Linked DNA regions of Callithrix jacchus: region 2 is linked to region 1. A link is a contact called in public Hi-C data. All regions are on one chromosome and are shown on one strand. The core of a region is the stretch at or near the end of the contact, and the rest is flanking DNA. Distances in the headings are between cores, read along the strand shown.

Region 1 (4,923 bases), core at 1,169-3,668:
CCATGCATAGCATTATTCATGTCAGAAGAGGAAATAATCTCCTATTATTTAAAAATATTATCCTCTAATCATACCAGCTAATTAGCACTAATTTATAAAACACCAAACAGAAAAAAGTGATTAATATCATTGCTATATCACAGGCAGATATTTTATTTAAAATAACCAACATTTGGTAGGGAAGGGAGATAAAGCACATAAGAATAACTTATTTACAATTAAAAGTTTGGAGTTTACAATATTAAAATGCGGTAATATATTAATGAGTTCTGTATCATTAGAAAAAGTAAATGGCTTTTATAAATGCCACAATCTCTATTAGCAAACTGATTATTATTTTTCTGGTCTAAAACCAATGATTCTTCTCCAATTGCTAATTTAAGAAAAGTAGTTAATTTTTTTCTATTTCTCTCTCTCTCTTTTTTTTTAAATCAGAGTGTATTTACACAAAACAAAATAGTGTAGCCTATCACACATTTAGGTACATAGTTTAACCTGAATATTGAGGGTAACTGTGATAGAATGACAAGTATTTGTGCATCAAAACACATGGAAACATAGAAAAGAAACAGTAAAAATATGGTATAAAATATAAAACACAGTACACCTATACAGAGCACTTATCATGAATAAAGCTTGTGGACTGCAAGTTGCCCTGGATGAGTCAGTGAATAAGTGGTGGTGGATGTGAAGGGCTAGCACATTACTATATACTTTTATATGACTGATAGCACAGTAGGTTTGTTTATACCAGCATCACCATAAAGATGTGAGTAATGCATTGAGCTATGACAACATTCTGACAGCTATGATGTCACCAGGCAATAGGAAATTGCTCCATTATAATCTATGGGGCCACTGTTGTATATGCGGGCCACCATTGACCAAAATGCAGTTATGGCCATATAGCCTATTGGTTCTGTTTCTCTGGAGAACTCTGACTAGTACAAGCTCCCAAGTGAATTTTATGATCTAAAGTGAATCAGTTCTACCAGAATAAGTGCTAGATATTCCTACTAGGCATGTACTTCTTAGTTTGCTAAATACTGTGCTTCTAAGAGAATATAGTAACTCTTCTTGCAAAAGCATTTCTTACAGAGCTTTGCAGGACTTTTGATTTTTTTATTTTATGATTATTACTCTTTACTATTTGGTATTGACTTCTCTTTCTCTTCAAGGTTTAAATCTAATGGTATCTGCACCCTTACATTCAGGGAAGGAAAGAGACATCTATTAACTCCCTGAAATAGGTCATTCTTATTTGTAGGCTTCAGTCATAACTGACTTACTGCATCATCAAAATAACATCTGAGGTAGATAATGCCCCGAGGTTATGCCCTGCATTGTATCGGAGGACACTAAGGCTGAGAGAGATTTAAAAAGTTGTCCATGCCGGGCACGATGGCTCAAGCCTGTAATTCCAGCACTTTGGGAGGCCGAGGCGGGTGGATCACGAGGTCAAGAGATCGAGACCATCCTGGTCAACATGGTGAAACCCTGTCTCTACTAAAAACACAAAAAATTAGCTGGGTATGGTGGCACGTGCCTGTAATCCCAGCTACTCAGGAGGCTGAGGCAGGAGAATTGCCTGAATCCAGGAGGTGGAGGTTGCGGTGAGCCGAGATCGCGCCATTGCACTCCAGCCTGGGTAACAGCAGTGAAACTCCGTCTCAAAAAAAAAAAAAAAAAAGTTGTCCAAACTGATAAGCCATTTTGATTCAAATTAGCCACACTCAAAAAAATCTAGACAACTTCCAAATCATGTTTTCTCCTGAGAATGAAAAGGAATTCACAAGAAATATTTGAATGCATCCTGTGGGCCACTCATTGAGCTGGCACTGTCCCTGCCTTCAAAGTGCTAATAGTCTCATGAGAACTACAATGATGCCCTGTACTTTCAAGCCACAGTGGCTAAAAAAAAAAACCCAATGGTATGACGAGAACAACTGGTCTTCAAAACAGGCTCTGGCAGTCTTCTAGCATAGACGTTGGTTAACAGCACTGAGCACAGACCTTGAAGTCAAGCCTTCTGCCTTCACATCTCTAACCATTAGCTTATTGCTTATTCACATAGCTTGTTTCCTCATCAGCAAAATGTAATAATAATGGAAATAATTATGTACTTTATACACGTTGTTGTGCAAATTATGTGAGATACTACTTACAAAGTGCTCGTGTGGTTTCTGGCACTTAATAGGCCTCTGGCAAAGTTTTGGAGGAGCTAAGAATGAGAATCCAGGAATGGAATATATCAAAGACCAGGACTTGTGTGTGAGGGCCCTGGACGCTATGAATAAAACAGAGTGTTCCCCCTTCCTTTTTTTTTTAAACAGCTGACAACTGCTAAAATGCTCACAGACTAAGCTGGGACTTTCAAAGATGATTATATATCACCAACAAGATTGTCCAGGTGCCTAAAAAGTTATGTGATGTTTTCTCTGATGAGGGAGTGCTTCGTTGTTAGCTTGCAGAACAGCTGTGATCTCTGTTTACAGGGCTCACCATTATTTGAGTGTCTGTGCTCTGCCTCATAGGCTATAAAATAAGCCAAGTCATTCTGTTTGCTCCTGGTAAAATATTACAAATTAAGTCAATAAATCCACTTCTCCCAACTGAAAATCTGCATGCACGCGCGTGCGCGCGCGCACACACACACACACACACACATGCACGCACACACAGGGCTCGGACATCACACAGTTATCTGATGCCCTCTCTTTCCGTACTCTCGGGTCTACAAGTTTCTCACAATCTGCAACTTGACTGAAATATTCCCAATTCTATATTCTTACATATGAAGAAGTAATACTGCATCTGTAAGCCACACGCTTGTTTCCTCCTGCTTACTCTATCTTTTCCCATATTGTTCTAGGAAGACCTTCTCAGTTGCAGAGAAAGTTAGATAAGTTTTATATGTTGCTTAAATATCTATCCAGACAATTACATCAAAAACTTTTAAGTGCTTCTCTTCTGTTCCCTATGTGGCTGCCTGCAGCATTTCTCAACTGAAAGCTCTCTTTCTAAACTTCCTTTAATTGTTAATAGGCATCTGCTGAGAAGACTTTCTTTGCTTTATGGCATGGTATGGGAGATTTCAGTGTCCCTCAGCTTCTTTGTGGCAGACTTGAGGAATGGTGAGAAATTAGACAACAGTCTGTTCAGCCCTGAACATACATCAGTAAGAGATCACTGTAGAAATGAGAGCTGACATTTGAAAAGCATCTCGTAATGTTACACTAACCAACCTTCCTAGGGCAGGAACTACATGGAGCAGCACACAATCCCCATCCGTGCAAATGTTTTGAATTTACTACTAGCCGAGAGCCCTGCTGCAGTTCTGTTATTAACTGCTCCACTAAGGCAAAAGGGTCGAGGAGAAGGTTGAACAGGGCTTTTCTAATTAGTGTCTGTGGTGCTAGTCGGCTGGCTGGCCTTGAAATGGGAACAAGGCAGGTCAGACGTTAACACTCAGAAAAAGAAATCAGAATTCTTTAACTCTCTTCTGTCTACACTAGCTTTAACTTCACTTCTCTACTTGTCTACTGCACTTCTCTCCTACTGTCATAGATCTACAACTGGGTAACCCTTCATACTACATGTTTATTTTCTTGGACTTTTTCAAGGCTTAATAAAACTCCAGCTTACTAGTCAACCAACATGGGAATTTTTCTGATTCTCCACAATGACTTCTAAAGGTCAAATGAGTAAGATTTAGTTTATCCAATTCCTTAGGCAAGATAGCAGGCCCCCAATTTCTAATAATGAAGGAAGCTCATTACTTTTTAACAACTGGCCTTGAAGACCTGGGTGGTTCCCTGAACTCCTTAAATTGACTGCAAAGATGAGTCACTGAAAACTCTTGTCATCTACTGTAATATGGGGACAGGGCTAACAGAGATCCTTGAAATTCCCAGATAATCCCCAAACTACCATTTTGCTACCAGCTTTAGCCTCTTAACTTAAATCTTCATTAGAACTGTCAACAACATTGCACTGATAAAAGCTTTAAAAGAGCTAGTATATTTCTGAGAAGGGTTACTTGGGGATGTACCAAGAATTGGGCCATAGAAGAAGTTATGGAAGCAAAAATTGCTTGAATTTTCATTCTTGTATAACAAATGCATTGTATAGTTCTGAGTACTTACTGCATCTTTTAACTGTCAGTAGAATAGTTTGATTTAAACTATATAACAGTTTTATCATTTACTTGTGAGCCTTAACTAGATAAAAGTATCTTTTTACATGATATTAGGAGCAGAAACGGACCTGCTGAGAAATTTCTGGGTCTGTCCCAAAGTCGTATGAATAGATTCTTAGAAAAAACAGAAGTCCAATTCTAGAAAACAGTCTAGTTTTCAAATCTCTATTATAATCCATCCTGAGTCTTAAGCATTAAGGGCCTACCGCTCTCTCATTGTGTTGGTGGGCTTTTGCTTGTGCCCCATAGAGTCTAATTTTCTTTCCCATATCGATATAAATAAGGACAACTGTACAAAAGAGGCAATAATGAGGGAGACCTTGGAGCTAGAGTTGGGGGCCTTGGAGGATTCCCTGGGTTCATCAGAAAGAGCTCATGAATGTGGAAAAGCAAAGTGAGGTAAATGGAAGAGGCAATGTTAAAGAATTATTTTCTGGTCTTTATGCGACTTTCATAGTTATCTTTTATAGCTCCTGCAAAGGCAAGAAGGAAATCATTATTGACTTTATATAGTGACCCAAGCCCTGGCCTGGAAATTAAAATACTTGCTATTAACTCCAGCTCTGCCACTAAAGTGTTTGGCCTAAGGCATGCTATTTCTTTTCTTCCATCTCTTTATTTATAAAGTGAGTAGTATAAACCATGAGTGCAACACTCTTTTTCTGCCCTCACATTTCATGTTAGAACCTTGTGATATAATGGAAATACCACACATTTAGGAATAT
Region 2 (4,923 bases), core at 848-3,347, 300 kb before region 1:
TTAGGTTGTTTTACTTATCTCCAGAGATTGGCATCATTTCATTTTGTAGGGATGGTTAAATTAAAGCACATTTAATTATACTTTTTTTCTTTTTTCTTTTTTTTTGAGGTGGAGTCCTGCTCTGTCACTCAAGCTGGAGTATAGTGGTACGATCTTGGCTCACTGCAACCTCCACCTCCTGGGTTCAAGCAATTCTCCTGCCTCAGACTCCTGAGTAGCTGGGATTACAGGTGCCCACTACCACGCCCGGCTAATTTTTGTATTTTTTAGTAGAGATGGGGTTTTGCCATGTTGGCCAGGCTGATCTCAAACTCCTGACCTTCAAGTGATCTGCCCACCTTGGCCTCCGTACTTATAATTTAAATATATTCTACTTTTTGTTTGTTTGCTTGGGGGATATTTTTTCTGGAGGAGAAAGAAATGAAACTAAAAAGACAATTAAAACTACATGAAAAGACATTGCAGACCTTACCTCCAAGTGAGAAGATTGAGGTTTTCAAACTATAGCTTCCTATTTAATAGCCACACACATAGGTTTTTGTTACTTTTTATTCCTTTTGATTTTAACTAGTCTGGCTGAATATGAATGATGGGAAGGAGAAAAGCAAAAGGGGGTTATACTTGAAAATTGTTTTAATTGATGAAAAAGGCTTAAAGAATTATGGAAGGATTGTGGAGGTCACTTGGTCCAACTTGGGAGCCTTAAATCTGGAGTACGGTAGTCAGGGTATAAATACAGTGAGTGGGAGCAAGGGCAGTATCATCACAGGTGCCTCTATGGCCTCTCCTTGGCGAGCAAGGCGAAGGCAATTTAAAAGCAGAGAGAGAGATCTGGTTTTCTGCAAAACAAAACCAAAGCCAGTCCTGTCTCCACCCAATCTTCCATTGTAAATTCTGAGAAGGGAGCACCAGGCCTGGAGGATGCTATCAGAACAGGATTCCTGAGGAAATAGATGCACCCGAGATGGTGATGGGGCCCAGGTTTAATAACCAACACTCCACCTTCTATTAAATAGGAACTTTCTTCTCATTTGTTCCAAAAAACCCCCACACTCAGCATTCCCGTGGGTAGAGAAGGAAACAGATGTGAGACCAGACCCAGATCTGAACAAATTTGCTGGGTGAGTTCACTGATTCTTCCTTCTTTGGGAAGTTTTAGAGAAAGGAGGTAATTTCTGGAAACTAAGTCAGTCTTGGAGGTGTATGCACAGAACATCTGTGGTGAAGGGACCATGATGGTCTATGAAGGGTCCATCAGCTATGAAGGGACCATGTTCCTAACTTTAGAATAGATATGATTTCCAAAATGAAGGAATGTTTTTTTTCTGGTGAGGAAAGACAGAGGGCAGAAACTGAGGTCCAAATAGAATGGTTTGAGCTGTCTTCATCTGAACCTAAACAGTTATGATGGAGTCTCAAGAGGAGCCACATGGTATGAAAGGGTTTAATACTGAGTGAGCCTGGGGGAGTGACAGTAATCAAAGGATGGAAAGAAAGCACAGCTCAGATGCACAAGATGTGTCTGTTCCTTGAGGGCACTGTTGCATTTCTCTTGAATTTTTCTACACTGCTGGGTTAAGCTCTGTCAAGAATCTCTGTCCCATTGGGAAATGAGATATTTTCTACGATTCGTTTTTTCCCCTAATGATTCCCATTGAGTTAAGGGCTGACACCTCAACAAGCAGCTCAACAGTCTCAGAGAGAGAGATCCCTTAGAGAGCTGAGCCCCGGGGAGAGAGATCCCTTAGAGAGCTGAGCCCCAGGGAGAGACACTTGTGAGGAGCTCTCTCTGCATTGACTTGGCTCTGTGGCCTCTGTCCAAGATGCTCAGATCTTGTCAAACACTGTCTCCTTTGCACTGCAGTGCATGTCACAACGCCCTATGGATGCAAAAGAGGTGACAACAAAAAAGGTTAACAGCAAACTGGGGATAGTGCCAGGAATGGAACTTGATTCCTTAATTCTTGTTCCAGAACCCAAGCAGCCTGGCTTTGCCAGGGCCAGCCTGACTGTTCATAGAGCTGTCATTTGGTTTTTGGTCATTTATATACCATTTGCTAGCTGTTCATAATTTCAGTGCAATTTTGCTCAGAACATGGGAAACAAAGACAGCAAAACAAGGGGCTCTTATGTTTTTCCCTGCTGTCGTCAGTGGATGAAGTTGACTGGGCAAGAGTACGAGCTTTTTCTTGCTACACTTGATGGAGTTTCTTTTTTAAAAAAATGAACATTTTTAAAGAGAAAATGTCAGTGTGCGGAGTAAATGCAGATTGCCCTGTTAAATATTTAAAACATAGCATTTATCCATCAATTTTGGTAGGGTTAGAGTCAGTAGATTAATCATTTATCAACAAAGATTTAAATAGATGCAAATCATTCGTTACTGTCAGAGCTACTCCTAACTCCCACTGAGGCTTTGTGTCAAGTAGAAAAGGAGGGTTCTCTGGGCAGAAACAGCTCGGTACCAGGCCACATGACTTCAGTCCCTAACTCTCATTCATGTGCCTTTATGCAGTGTACAAACAGTGCAGCTGTATATGACTATACATTGAGGGAGAGAGTGGGCCATACATTATGCCATTAGATGGAAGTTTTCCTAAAAAATTAGGTCTTGAGCAGAACTTAAACAAAAAGACCCTCCTTTTTGGGTATGGCACATAGAAGGAAGCAAGTTGCTTATTCTAAGGGAAAAAACTACAGAGGCTTGCTGGGGTTTCGCCCCTAAATTCTTTACCCCCACAGCTGGGATAATAACAGTTTCCTCTGGGCTGTAGGAGCAATCCTGGCTGTAAGGAGAAGGAAAAGAAGGACCTGAGGACTCAGTATTCAATGAATCTCATCTTTCAGCTTCATGATGTTACCTTGTGTCCATCTAAGCACATCTTGGTTTTTTGTTTCCTGCCCTATCTTCAGAGTTCTCTTAGTGGTGGAATTTGTGCCTGTTTTTTTACCCCTTATTTTCCCTTTTCCTTCAGATTCTACCTGAACCTATGACTGGGACCCTATGACCATTTGCTATCTCCTCCTGATGCCACATGCCTTTCTGACTCCCTGGAAGCCTTTATGCCTCTAGGAAACTACCACAGGGAATTCTGACACTGGCCTCACCTGTTAGAGTGACTGCCTGGATCAAGGGCTCATTTTAGACCTAAAAATCCTATTCATATTTCCTACCTTTTACTCCTTGAATCTATTTCCTGGTTTTGGATTAATCTTTAGAAGCAGGATTCTTAAAAATGAATGCTTATTAGAATTGCCTAGGGAGCTTTATAGAACTGGGTGCCCAGATGCACTACTGTCCACTGAAATTAGAATGTATGGGAGGCACAGGCACCTGTATCTTTAAACCTTCGCAAGTTATTTCAACAGGCAAGCATGGTTAAGACACCGTTTAGAATCACATCCCCACATTTGTGTACTCTCTTTACTCGTTTGTTTGTTTTCTTTATCTCTCCTTCATTTCTGAAGTTTGCTTTTGATTAGGCAGCTTTTTTTTTGTTTCCACGTTGAGACTCATGAGGCCTTCACTTAGCCTCACGAGTCTGATTGCATTGATTTTTCCTGGGACAGCCTGGCTCACCACCAGACAAGCTTAAATTATGATTATGTTTTGGAGCCAGAAGGCTGAGAGGACTATCTGAAGACCCGAAGTTAGCCTTTTGTGGTTTCTTTATCCTGTAATTCTAATAAATGCAATTCATCAACCTGCCTTGCACAGGAAAGAACATTCTTTGTAGGCAGACCTCAACTTATGAATGGGTTGTGTTCCAAAAATTGTTTGTGGTCAGTTGTTAGGGATATATAACTCGATTCCCAGAATAACAAAGTTACAAAGGGAAGTTTCAGGTCACAATAGTCTACTGAGTCTTTGAAAAGCTGAACTTTAGAACTAATACAGCCAAAAGCTCAAGTCACCCTCTGTTATTAGGCTGAACCATATCAAACTGACATTTTTGTATGTCACACATAGTTGAATATTGGCAGTTTTCTGTAGACTCAACCAATAGTTTTGGTTTAGATGGGGGAAAACATTGAAAGCACTAGATTAGAGTGTTTCAGAACAGTTCATGTTTATTAAGATTCTAAGAGGACTCTAAAGGACTACCCTCTTTTTTTAAAAAAATCCTTGCAGCCCCTTCAGTCTCTCTCCTTCTAGCCAGGTAAAATACAAGCAAAGAGAGCACAGACCTTCCGAGGGAGCAGGTATACAAATGAGGAGGGCTTTAGCAGGTGTGGACTTCTATTGATTCTGTTGGTGAATGGGGTGGGGCAGAGGAGTCTAGGTGAGCAGGAGGGAGATGAGGGCTCTCACGTCCGCAGCCTCCAGGTGAGCAGATGGTCCCACAGAAGCCTTTCAGGTATGTGTGGAAAATCCTGCCCTGCCCTTTCTTTGAGGTTTCTTCCTGGGGTAGGGGACAGCAGTAGTTGGGGTGCTGTCAGGAGCAGGCCAGACTACAGGCATGAGCCAAAGAGTAGCATCTTTGTCACACTCATGGTCATGTGACTGCTGAGAGTGTGCAGGTGAAGCCAGTGAAAGTTATCTGCCTGGACAAGTGACAACTGTGTTGTTTGGATGAGTCAAAGCTTTGCGCCTCGCCTAGTGTGCACTGCCTTGCAATAGAAATTGTACGTTTTAGACAGTGAATGGATTACTTTGTGAGTCACAAAGCTGCTGTATGTCCTTTCCTTACTTATGCAGGAAAGGCCATTCTGCTTTTAGAGCTCAAGATAAATGCCTAATACCTAGTAGGGATGTGCTAAGGATTGCCTGGGAATGATCACTTTTTTCTATGGAAAGCTCAAAGGTCATGTGTGTAATTCCTCTTGAAGAAAATGTAGCAGTTGTCAGAAGAATTTTTATACATGTATATTGCTTAGGAAACTGACTACTTTTGGAGAAGGCTGTATGTTCATTTAGAAAAC

Evidence for each region. A called contact is a pair of places that touch in the nucleus more often than the background predicts.
Region 2: a Hi-C map of induced pluripotent stem cells shows a contact between it and region 1, with 5 times the contacts expected there. The contact joins two enhancer-like sites. A contact is called at or near these places in 2 of 3 Hi-C or Micro-C datasets (induced pluripotent stem cells and skeletal muscle).

The regions. Positions count from the first base shown.
Region 1 is chr2:152,100,141-152,105,063 of calJac240_pri, reverse strand. No RefSeq gene overlaps it. Among named protein-coding and RNA genes, the nearest start is that of ACTBL2, 320 kb to the left of the region's middle. Within about 2 kb of position 2,418, at least 2 of the 16 cell types and tissues checked have an H3K27ac peak or open chromatin away from gene starts, as enhancers often do.
Region 2 is chr2:152,396,920-152,401,842 of calJac240_pri, reverse strand. The region is part of intron 3 of LOC144581603 (a long non-coding RNA gene); the gene reads left to right. Among named protein-coding and RNA genes, the nearest start is that of ACTBL2, 27 kb to the left of the region's middle. Within about 2 kb of position 2,097, at least 2 of the 16 cell types and tissues checked have an H3K27ac peak or open chromatin away from gene starts, as enhancers often do.